2 separate regions of the Siniperca chuatsi genome follow, and region 1 is linked to region 2. A link is a contact called in public Hi-C data. All regions are on one chromosome and are shown on one strand. Each heading gives the region's core, a stretch centred on a gene start, on an enhancer-like site or on the middle of the called end of the contact. The rest is flanking DNA. Distances are from core to core; before and after follow the strand shown. Region 1 overlaps spata5 (ATPase family protein 2 homolog). Region 2 holds the start of spry1 (protein sprouty homolog 1).

Region 1 (6,282 bases), core at 1,427-3,926, 63 kb before region 2:
GGATGCTTTGTTTTATTATTATATGTCTGTGCCAGAAAGAGGAGACAATGCTGTATTTTAATGAACGTACTCAAGTTATGTAAGGATCTGTTGTTGCTGTTCTCTAAACTGATGATTTGAATGCAAAGACGTTTTAAAATTATTATTAGCCACTCAATATGTGCTGTTTAACCTTTAGCTGGCAACTTTGCACATTGGTTGCCCCAAATGTAAGCAACGTGGTAACGTGACAATTGCTAACTATGGCTAAACATATAGCCATTGTTGGTTTGCGAAATTGGGACCACTTAACTATATGAGGACAGTGTCGGTGGCCAAACAAGTCATCATAATGTCATTTAGGCTAGTAGAGAGAATCTTTGACTACGGTGTTTCTTTACTTTGATTTAGATTGATAAATTGGAACCTGGAAATGCACCACTTGCTGGCACAGGATTCATTCCTGCTAAATCCTTCTGGCTTGTGACTACCCTATCATCTTTGCTTTTAGTGCTTCCAAAATGCAGCATTAAAAGATGAGAGGACTGGCCTGTCTCCTTTGAAAACTGAACATGAATTAGTTGATGATTTTAAGGAGAACCTTTTATGATAATTACAGCACGACCCCTGAGGTCAGGTAGAGATACAACAATAAAGTGAGACAGAAAAATGTCTGAGGTCTTTGAGGCCTTGCGGCCCTGCTGCAAGGACTTGGCAGATCCATCGGAAAGAGGATGATGGCGCAGTGTCACTTCATTTCCTCTTTTACAGGCTCTGCTTGATGAATGACCGTGTGAAAGGTGGCTGTTTCATAGGTTTGGGATTGCACCTCTGTGTGTGTGTGTGTGTGTGTGTGTGTGTGTGTGTGTTGCAGAAAAGGGACCAGCGCTTCCCTGCATGTCATCTCTGAAGTCAAAGTAATTTATAGCTATCAGGAAGTCCCCAGAAGCACTGTGATGCCTAAAAAAACCTTGACTCGGGTCAGATGGGGGATGAAGGGGGTTGAGAGAGTGTCACACCCACAAAATGCCTTCATGTATTTCTTGTGTCAAAGGGCCATGGGGAGGTCCCATCCTAAATCCTGTTGCCTGAGAAATGAAAGAATTTCAGAGGTTGCCTGGTCCACTGTCCTCTGGGCCAGGCCCCAGAACTAATCTCCTCTTTTTGCTGGCGGGGGGGATGGGCGGGTTGGGATGAGGGGATGTCTCTTCCACCTCTTCTGGGATCTTTGCTTCTGTTGAGCAGATCGCCTCAGGGAGATGTGGCTGAGCCCTCCTTCTCTATTGCCCTTCCCTCTTTGCTGTATAACTCCACTGATCCCTCCGCACTGCTTCCCCAACTCCCTCCTGCTTGCTCTCCCTCCACTAAGCCTTCCCTCTTGCTCCCTCCCACCTTCCCTTCCCCTCCTCTCCCTCCCTGGGCCTCTGAGCTGGACTGCCTTCCCTTTGGCTTTCCCCTCTTCCTTCCTTCCTCAGTTCCTCCACTAATAGCTCCCTTGTTCCTGACTAGTCAGGGCTGCCAGTTGAGCGGTCATTCGTGGAAGATTCATTCGCGGCACGGTAATTGTAAACAGACAGAGAGAGAGAGAGAGAGAGAGAGAGAGAGAGAGAGAGAGAGAGAGAGAGAGAGAGAGAGAGAGAGACGCTCAAGCATTAAACCTACTGGTCACAGACAGAAAGCAGAATGGAGGAACTCTCAGCTCTGTCTCTTTCTTGAACTCCGTCTTCACCATCCATATCTCCATCATCTTTATTACTTATTTGGTTGCCCCCCTTCCCTATCTTTCCTCCTTCTCCGCCTCCCTCATTTTCTGCCCCTCATAATTTAGGCACTACTTACATCCATGGGCGATCTGTGTCTTGTTTCACTGCTAAATGTTGCATGGAATTATGTTACGCCCTCAAATCCTTAATAGAGCCCAGCTAAAATCTTGCTATGTTGTTTTGCTTTCCAGAGAAGGAATCACATGTTTGCGTCTATTTCAGCTCCACAATCACACAATCACTCAATGAAACAAATGCAGGTTTCCTAAGCCACTAACAGCCCCCTTGACTCTGAATTGAGATCCTTTTAGTTGGTGTTAGTGGACAAATGAGTATACTAGACTTGGGCCCTGAATATTGTCATAACAGTATTCAAGTCAGACTCTTATCTAGGTTTTAGGCACCCAACATATGTGCTACCCAGATAAATTTCAGTAATTGTGTTGTTAGTATTAGGTAATGAGTAAGCATTGAGTCAGTAGGTGAAATAATGCATGTATACATAAGCTATTCTCTGCATGTGGAAAAGTTAAGCAATGATGGCTTTCAGGGCATTTACACAAACTGCATTTTATGCAATCAGCTAATATTTTAAGTCTTTCTAAACAACTGTCTAGGGTAACTTAAATTTCAACTACAACATCAGAATAGGTTGATGTATCCAGCAACCTAACTTATCAGTAATCAGTATTAATTAAGAGTACAGAATCAAGCTACAGGACTCTTAACAATAAAGTAGTTCTGTAAAGTTCTACTTTAAGTAATAAAAAAAGTCCAAGTTTTAACACTACTTGCAGTTTAGGCCTGGCCTCTTCACTGCTGTGTGGTGAATGTGATTTCTAAGCAAGAGTAAATTTCTTCAAGCTTCCCCAGTAACAACGAAATGTGTTTGTTGGCTGGTGGAAACAGTAAACATCAGAGAGGATGACACAGGGAATGTGTGTGTGTGTGTGTGTGTGTGTGTGTGTGTGTGTGTGTGTGTGTGTGTGTGTGTGTGTGTGTGTGTGTGTGTGTGTGTGTGTGTGTGTGTGTGTGTGTGTGTGTGTGTGTGTGAGTGAGAGAATCTAGTAGTGCTGGGCAACCAGACCTGTCCCTGACCTCAAATGATTGCTCTTTAAAGCCTGTGCTGTAAGCCGTCAGCAGCCAACCAGTTGCTCCTTTCTCTCTTTTCCCTGCTTTTGTCTCCTTTTCATCTATCCTCATTTTCTAATTCTCAAATTTTTTCTTTTCCTTTCCCACACTTATCTCTCCAGCATACTCAAAGTCCAGCAGTGGTTGTTTGGGAAAACATTTCATTGGTGTTATCAAACCAAGCATGTTTTGCAACCAGCAGTGCATCCCTTCTTGTCTGCTTCAACAATTTTGGAGCTGCTTTCCAGCTGTTTTGTTTCTACTTTTTCTCGTTTAAAGCCAAGTCAACACATATAACAACTGAGAGCTGTCCATCATTGGCTTACCTGTATCCCATACCATGCTCACACACCTTGAATGGAAAGCTACATGGGAGTGTTTACTCATCTGCGCTCTGACACAAAAACAATTAAAGACCACATACCCGGCTATAAACATATTTAGCACAGTAAGCTTTAGCTTTGTTATCTCCTGTGTGTTTTCACTCACAGTTAGCTTTTGTTGCGTGCAATAAACATGACTCAGTTGTTAGGTCATGGGTAAACATTTGCGTTCAGATAATGCACTTTCCACAAGCCATTATGAAGGGTGCTTGTCTAAGTTGTCTAAGGACACGAAGTATAGGCAGGAAGTACTGAAGTGATGAGTTGTTTATAATGCTTCTCTTTCAAGAGGCAGTATCCCTTGCATGTTTCTACATGATCACTATAAAACCAAAGAAGTATTTGTCTCCTATTTTATATATCTGTGGGTCAGACCTTTGACCTGACCTTACTGGTTGCTAGTAATGTTGGTAATCAAGGAATTTAAGCTTGCCCTACTGTCACACTCTTTGAAAAATGATATGCTAAATGCCAAGAATGTAAGTACAGTCTGTATGGCCTGTACCCAAAATATTTCCTCATTCTTCTACATTCTCAGAACAACTTATGTTTACAACACAAGGCTTTTCCTCTGGTTGTTTCCACAGTTCATACAGACTTATTTCCCTTTTTTTTTTAAATGGGAAAACTAAAAAAAGAATGAGGTTGACTGTTCTCTGCACTGATTTGCCTGTGCTGCCCTTGAAAATGTTAATTTTGTGCCTTGATTACGGTGTACAGTTTCTCTCAAGACAAACAAAGCACACTAAATGCAGCACAGCAAATTGGTCCAATCCCGAATTAAGGCAGAGGGAAGCAGAGAGAAACCAATTAGGATACGGAAGCCACTAATTAAAAGCTGCATGCTCTACAGATTGCATCAATTTTATTTTCTTTAGCAATGGCCAGGGCCATAATTTCAGAGCTTGCTTGTACGCCAGTGCACATTCCAGGACAGCTGCATTCTGTGTTTGGAAAGTCCTTGTGCACAGAGGCAGCACTGTCTGTCTACTCCTCTCCCTTGTTGGTAGTTTGGAATGAGGAAAACAAAAAAGCACAAACTGGGGAAATTTGGAAAAATCCTGGAGACTCTACATCATTCAGAATAGACGAGAACCATTCATTAAACATTTTCAACAAGAGTCTGTTTGCAGAAATGTTTCCCCTTCCTGGATTAGGTTCCGTGGATTGCTGCCAATACATTTTGTGTGTTGTGAATCGGAGATTGCATTATGCTCGAGTGGTTTGGGTGGTTAACCAATACGCTTGCTTTGGAAAGCTGCAGGGAAACGTTGAGCACCTGAGGAAAGCCACAGGGTTGCTCTAAACACTGGACTCACAAAAGACCGGGGCCTGTATCCGCGAAACGCTTCCAGAGTAATGGTGTTCATTTGGCAGAGTGACCCGGAGCACTTGTCTTTGTGCTCTTATTATAAAATGAGGATACACAAGGCATTTTCAGTTTTTGTTTTGTGGTCAAAGCGATGGGCAGCACTCCCAGAAATAGGCAACAAAGTGAGCCAAAGAATCACAAAACTATTCAAATATTTCCCTGGCAATGTTGCTATGTGATTAAACCAACTCTGTGGACATTGATTCCCACATGAAGAACCTGAAAGGTTTCATTATTTATTCCTGAGTGAAAAAATAGTCAGTGTGACATAAAATCTTATCAGGATAGACTTTTTTTTAAAAAGGGCCCTTGCTTGTTTTATATAAAGCTCAACTTCCTGATTCTATTTCTCGCTCATTGTTTTACAGGTGATTACCTAACACCGCTTGGCAACTTTTCTTCTCACGTTATTGTGTAACCAGTGAACATGAACCCTCACGATAACCACACACATACACACACACTTGATAAGATCTATTTTGAGAATTAATTGAATTTCCTCTAGTTGTATTAATTTTCTTAGCCGTTGGGGATATATTCCAATGTTTGAAATATGTTGTTTTTGTTATGCACAAGAAGTCAAAGGAAGCAAACACACAAACAGACAGATACACACTTTTTGCAAGACCCCATGACACTGGGGCACCAGATGCATGAGCTGTCACAATACACAAGTGTGTCCTGAATCCTCTTGCCATTGCTGCCTTCCTAGCAGTGACCGCTGTGACACTCCAAGGAGGATAAAGCCCCCCCCAAACCCTTTTCTCAAATGATGGAGAGAAAAGAAAAAAGAGAGGAAATAACTTAGACCTTGTCTCTTCCCTTCCATTGAACCTAATGGTTTTTCCAGACCTCGATTGCTGAAGGCTGACCTTCCCTCTCGAACTGGATTTTTCCTGTACCCTACACCTTGGATTTCAGGAAATGTACAAAACAGGATAGCACAGCACAACATATTTCTTGTGTTAGTTTTCCTTTTTTTTGAGAGACAAAAACACTTGAGAATCCAGTGACATCAGCAGCCAAGGCTGCAGTGTTTTTCTTTTTTTGTTTTTTGTCTTGTCTGCATGGTATTCAGTCTAGCTCTTCATAATGTGATTGTTCACCAATACCCAAACCTTAATCGGTGACTGCTTCAATAACTATATTTCTATTTGAAGCAAGCCTAACTACATGTTAAAATAAAAGTCGTTATATGCAACCTAGACATCGAAAAAACGCCAGCCTTTCAATCAAATATTCGCTTACTGATAAGTGTATGGTTTTCATTTATTTTATTGATTTGTTTATGATGATTGTTGTGTGCCAAGCCTTGTCCATTTTTCTGAAAAGCAAGGATGCAAACAAATCCAAAGCAAGCAAACAGGCCACATATCACAGTTATTTCCAAAGGAGCCAACTGTCCCCAAGTCGGATGGGATTTGCATGTTGAAACAGTTGGAGCTAACAGTCCCTGAGCCCCTCCGTAATTAGTGGGCAGAAAGCCTTATTTGCCTTTCAGGCCAGTATAGGCTTTGCCACATTGTTCAGGGTAGGGGTGCTGTTGAAAGCTATAGAAACAGAGGTGAATGTGTCCTTTTTCCTCGGTCACAGTCACAGTAGCACATTGACGAGTTCAAGATCAATTTTTGGCCGTTTCCACCCAGCCTAGTAG
Region 2 (6,088 bases), core at 592-3,091:
AGATTGCAATAAGTCCTAGGTTGGCAAAACGTTGTATAACTGCTTATACTGAAAGTGGAGAGTATGATCCCTCTAGTCAGAATATTACATGTGTTCTTTTGCACTAACATATATTAGACTTTTATCTGGGGACCTTCTGGACCCTCTTCAAGGACCCCTGATAGTTCCTAAACCCCTAGTTTGGGGAATCGCTGCTCTATATCCACTGGGAGAAAAACAGCCACGGCTGGTATATTCATCACATCCATCCATGGAACATCAGCTAATTGCTGTAATCGTGAGATTTCCGTCCGCGCTTCCGACCACTAAAAGCAGGGATCCAGGCGGCCATCTGTCGGTCTACCAGGATTTGCTTTATCACCAAGAAGCTGAATTTTAACATCCAGCCTAAAAAAACTTCTCAGTCGTTACTGCGCCACACTATCGCTTTAACAGTCCGTTAACTCTACTAGGGCTTTTTCCGTATTCTTTATTAAGCATTTGCTGACCCGAAATGGCACTGGAGGTCACCCATCTATTGATTTTTCCATTTGAATAGGATAAATTGACTTTGTATTGAACTTCCTTTTCTCATGGATCCGGATGTAGCGCATCCGCGACACCAATCAAACCAGACAGTCAGGAACAGAGAGGAGGGGGTGGCAGGAGTGTGTTTGTGTGTGTGTGTGTGTGTGGGGGGGGAGTCTTTCCCCTGGCTGCAGGGCTGCTTTTTTCTTAAGGTGGTCCTGGACTAAACCCCCCCAACCACCACCACCATTTCAACCTCCCCCCATCCAAAAATCGACTCATAAAACTCTTCAAATGATGGGAACATGTCCATATCAGAGAGTTATACGAGCTGCAGCCTCATCGCGACACATTTTATTTCCTCTGCTGACATGCGTAAATGCGTAATGGGAACATTCCAAAGAGGACAGAAAACATCCTGTTGATGTTTCCTCCCTGAATTGTCTATAAAACCGCACAGTTGTCTGTGCAGACAGTCGTTTCCAAAGTGTGGTTCCAGCACCAGCGGGGGTATGTTAATAGAGTCCAGGTTAACTTTTAAGATTGTGACAATAAGTTCATATGTGGGTGTCCGTTATGCAGCGCTAAATACTACAGAGATCATATCTTTTGCTTAAAATGGCTTATCCTCTTAATGACCCTTGGAAGTCCCTTGGCCCCTGTTAATTAATCTGAGTTGAATCACAGATTTCGTCTCATATTGGGCTCCTTTAATAACAAAACGTGTGTCAAACAGTGGGCTTTTCAGGTTCCTTAACGTGTTAAAAAAATATCCTGAGTGAACCCCTCATGTAAACATATTTAGTGCATTTAAGTTTTACAGCCTTCATTTCTCATCCCAAAGCTGCAGTAATAATCAGGCAGTTTAATCAGTTTCAGTTTATTGGATAGTTTTTTTCTTATGTGTACAACCTAAACATATAATAGTTTCTGTGACCAACACAAAATATCAAAATGCCTTTATTACTATATTAGTAGTGTATTAATAGTCGTAAGATGCTTTTAATGCTTATAATTTCTTATATCTTATAGGTATCAACATGGTATTTCACTTTATATTTTAAAAGCAGAGCAAAAAAATACGATCCAAATGAGGATAAATGTATGAAAAGGGGCTTTTACTTGTGTGTCTAAGGCTTGTGTACTAAAAATGACAAATCAGCAAGAATATAAATAAATGGCGCATTTATTACATCACTATTAGTCACATCAACCTTATTCACACCATTATTCATAAGCCGCAAGAACGGAAACTAGTAGTGTGTTCTTCCCTGAGCCCCCTCATCGAGCCAACGCGAAATAAAAACCCGTTCCACCTTAACTAGTGCACACATCTCTATCGCCGGCCTTCCACATCTGCCCAATGAATCAGGAGCGGATGCGATGTATCCTTTTTCAGTGGAGTGAATGGCCAATGGGAGTTGGCTTGTCGAGCAAACACTGAGCCCTGCGTTCCCATTCATTCAGTGCTGAACAGGCCCGCAGAGCTGGAGAGAGCGCATCGCTGTCTGCGAACCGGAGACGCTTTTTGCGAGCGCAGATTCCCCGCAACAATAAGTAACAGCCAGAACTCAAAACTCAACTCTCTGCAGACACTCGAAGAGGAGAAAGTCTTGGATATAAGCTCTCTCGTGTTTGATTTTATTTCTCCGAGACGTTTTTACGCTATCTTTTTATTTTTATTTTACATCAATTCCTGCGGGACGTCTATAACTGGGTTGTCTTACCTAAAGATCGGCCTCCAAGTGCGCAGCAGTTCTCCGGGTGCCTTCCCTCCCACCTCCATCCGAGCTCCACCGTGGATTTACTTTGTTTTATCCTGGGACGAATGCATGCGTAATCCGCGCTGAACTTCTGTAAAACGAACCAAGAAAAGGGAATAACGCAAAGGGATACACTCGCACTTGGATTAACAGGCTGTGAATGTTATGCATTAGACCTTTTAGCCTACGTCTGGACATTGCCCCTTCATTTTGGATGGAGTTTTGGTAGGCTATTGGTTGATGGATTCGACGTTATGGATGATTGCATATAGGTACGTATCTTCCTTACAATTTTAGAATTGTTTTACGCGTGTTAATTTGCTTTTACGGTATTTATTATCTGATAGTAGCGCACGTAGCGAACTAGTAGGCTATGCGCCGCTGTAGCGATATAAATGTTTTGTTACACTGGTGCACAAAGGCTAAGACTTTCCGAGCCTGTTTGTCACGGGGGAACAAAACACCCACAGCGGGTTAAATTCATCACGATTAGTTGATGAAGTTGATGGATTTCTATGCCTGTGTCCTTCCGTGGCTCTGCTGTAACAAACACCCTTCCCCCACGGCGGTTGTTTTCATTCATAAGTTTTTCCCCGTCTATTTGGATGCGTCCTCTAATGTCTCTTGATCTCTGGCTCTGTGTGTTTTAGGATCCTGCTTTTATTACTGCGCACGACGTCGTCCCCTTGAACGGGCTCTATGCAGATAATCCTATTTATAGTGCGCCCTTTGACGCGTAGACTATTAAAAATAATAAGAGTGTGTTTATTTGCAACGCGCAAAAGAGGCAAAATCGATCAGTTCTGCTTTGGCTGCGGTGTTTCTTCCTGTGAGGTTCATGTGTTTCACGGGACAGCCAGGCTTTATGTTTTTGCAAACTGAGAAACTTTGGCCTCGTGCAGGTCGGCGTTGCTTCATATCCACGAAGGCTCAGACCCAAATTCCTGATGGTGTTTATGGCATAAACACGTATATTAGACACATTATTTGCTTCTAATAGGCGAAGTTTTAACCCGACAACTTTCAAGCGCTCGGTCCGGTTTTCAACTAAAGTCTGTATTTTGTCGGAACTTGGTCTGAAGTTTAGTTTTTTTTACTCTACTTTTGTCCCAATTTCCCCGAAATCCTTTTTGGTGTAGTAATAGAATACTAAGTGAGGCAGCTCATTTAGTTCCCTTGGATCGCGTCCTCATTTCGTTGCCGCGGTGCATTTAAATGTTAACTAGTCATACAAATGTAAATGAGGAGGGGAAGTATTTGTAGGGCCTACTGAAGTTTAGATGTGTGCGTATTGGGGAGGAAGGTACAAAAAGTCTTGCTAATAGTCACCTTTTCCCCCCGGGTTGCCTCACTTAACGGAATCAAAAGTGACATAATGTCATGTTGACAGGATGAAAACACTGAGTCTGGGTTAACTTTAAATACACCATCAAAATTAAAATACACATATTGCTTATTTCACCATAAATAATAATGCATGTTGAAACTTTCTATTTTGCTGCTTTGGAATAGTTATTTTATAGCAATGGAATGATATGATACTGATTGGTTTGGAATCTGAAATGGCCTGGGAATCATGTTAGCCCCTCTTCCATCAGGACAGTGTGTGCTTGCCAGTTATGCCATGTTTTGGCTCTCTCTGATGATGTCCCCTCCCTCCCCGCTTCTCCTTTGTCTCTCCCTGGCCTCTCTTCCCCCCTCTGGCAGGTTTTCCGATGCATGCCAAGTCCACGGTGAATGTCGGAAGTGGTGATCCCCCCAGATGGAGCTCCAAAGTCAACATGGCCCCGGCGGTTCATTAGTGGTGATCCAGCAGCCTTCCCTAGAGAGCCGGCAGAGGTCGGATTACGAGCGGGAGCTCCAGCATGCCGCCATACTCTCCCTGGACCAAATCAAGGCCATCCGCTCCAACAACGAGTACACAGAGGGGCCCTCGGTGGTACGGAGGCCCCCTGCGCCTCGCATGGCCCCCAGGCCCCAGGACAAGCAGGAGAGGACTCACGAGGTCATCCTCGTCAATGTGAACAACAATTATGAGCACCGGCCATCAGGTCACCACCATCATGTCGGGGGCGGCGTGGTGGTTGTGGCTGGGGGACAGCAGTACGGCGGGTCCCGGGCACCGGGGCTCAGTCGCTCCACTAGTACAGGAAGTGCCGCCAGTTCAGGGAGCAACAGCAGTGCCTCCTCTGAGCAGGGACTTTTGGCACGCTCGCCCCCCACCAGGCCTGGCATGAGCTTACAGCACCACCACAGAGCGGAGAGGCCTGTTCGGACTCAGCCCAAGCCCAAGGCCCTTTTACAGCCCCAGCAGGGACCTCACTTCCACCAGCCTCCACTAGAGGCTCCACTCAAGCCCCAGGGCAAAGGGAAATCAGACTTTTCTGGCTCTGGCAACAGGGTGGTGGCTGCTGCTGGGCACCAGTTCATCTGTGAGCGATGTGGGAAGTGCAAGTGCAGTGACTGCACGGCTCCCAGGAGCCTGCCTTCATGTCTGGCGTGCAATGGCCAGTGCCTCTGCTCAGCTGAGAGCGCACTGGAGCATGGCACGTGCATGTGCCTGGTTAAGGGCATCTTCTACCACTGCTCCAATGACGATGAGGGGGACTCGTGTGCTGACCACCCCTGCTCACTGTCACGTTCCCACTGCTGCTCTCGTTTCCTGTGCATGGGATTAATGTCGGTACTCTTCCCCTGTCTGCTATGCTACCCACCTGTTAAGGGGTGTCTGAAGGCGTGCCAGGGCTGCTATGACCGGGTTAACAGGCCCGGCTGTCGCTGCAAGAACTCCAACACTGTCTATTGCAAACTGGAGAGCTGGGCCCCACAGACTCAAGAAAAACCTTCCTGATCGCCCCTGTGTGTTTGTGATTGCGTGTGTGCAGGAGACTCTTGATGTGGATCTTATGATGACAATGATAATGATGATGATAGTCACAAATTAATGTTTATCAAACAATCTAAGCACCTCCCACCCGCCTCCCCTCCTCGCTGCGGAATCCTAAGGAGCTAAGCAAAGGAGTAACGAAAACCACTCAATTATTTTTTATTTTTTATTTTCTCTGGATCAGGACCATGTTTTTACAGACCAGTGTTTGCCTTAACTCTTTCTATGTCTATCCTCAGCTCCTCATTAACATTATTTTTTTATATATATATGAAAAAGTTTTTCTTCCGTTTTAGGTAGGCAGTTTCCTCTGGGTCTGTGTGCCCGGTGGGAGCTGCCTCTCACCAAATCTGTGAAGGACGATCTACTATAGGGCAATTATGTAGCTGCTACCTGGTATTCATAGCAAGCAGGTATGTTTGAATTTATTGGTTGCTACCACACTAAAACCGTGGTTCCTATGCTCATGTTGCATTAACGAAAGCACATCCATCTCATAGTATTTTTTTTCTCCACTTGGATATGTTTTTCTCCTTCCACCCATCTGAACTCTTCATACACATTCTGTGGCATTCTCCCATGTTTTTTTTTCTTTTATTTTGTGTAAATTGTATGCTCAAAATCCATAAGAGGAATTCTGGCTATTTTTTAAAAGAAAAAATGTCTGTTTAAACATTTTTTTGTTGTAAAAAATATTTATTATGTGAAGCTCTATTATTTTATGATATTTATTGCAAGAGACAGTCTTAAATTTACTCATGTCTGAATATAACAAAATATCAAATACTTACTGAAAAATTAAAGGGTGGCACAAAAGAAAACTATGTTAACTTTAATGCAGAAAATATATTAATTAATGAAAAAAAGCACTGTCTGGTGTCTTGATTGAGCTGTTGAGAAACAGTAACCTGCTTGAGGAATGAAAGATGAC

What was found. A called contact is a pair of places that touch in the nucleus more often than the background predicts.
Region 1: a contact with region 2 is called in a Hi-C map of skeletal muscle, with 3 times the contacts expected there. The contact joins the enhancer-like site here to the promoter of spry1 in region 2. A contact is called at or near these places in 2 of 3 Hi-C or Micro-C datasets (skeletal muscle and an unstated tissue).

The regions. Positions count from the first base shown.
Region 1 is chrLG8:5,371,900-5,378,181 of ASM2008510v1, reverse strand. All of the region lies in intron 15 of spata5 (ATPase family protein 2 homolog), which reads left to right. Among protein-coding and RNA genes, the nearest start is that of LOC122879893, 29 kb to the left of the region's middle. Within about 2 kb of position 2,676, the one cell type or tissue checked has an H3K27ac peak away from gene starts, as active enhancers do.
Region 2 is chrLG8:5,307,840-5,313,927 of ASM2008510v1, reverse strand. spry1 (protein sprouty homolog 1) reads left to right here and starts at 1,841. Exons shown (of 2, transcript XM_044205640.1): 1 at 1,841-2,542; 2 at 3,978-5,936. The coding sequence starts at 4,033. The coding sequence ends at 5,121.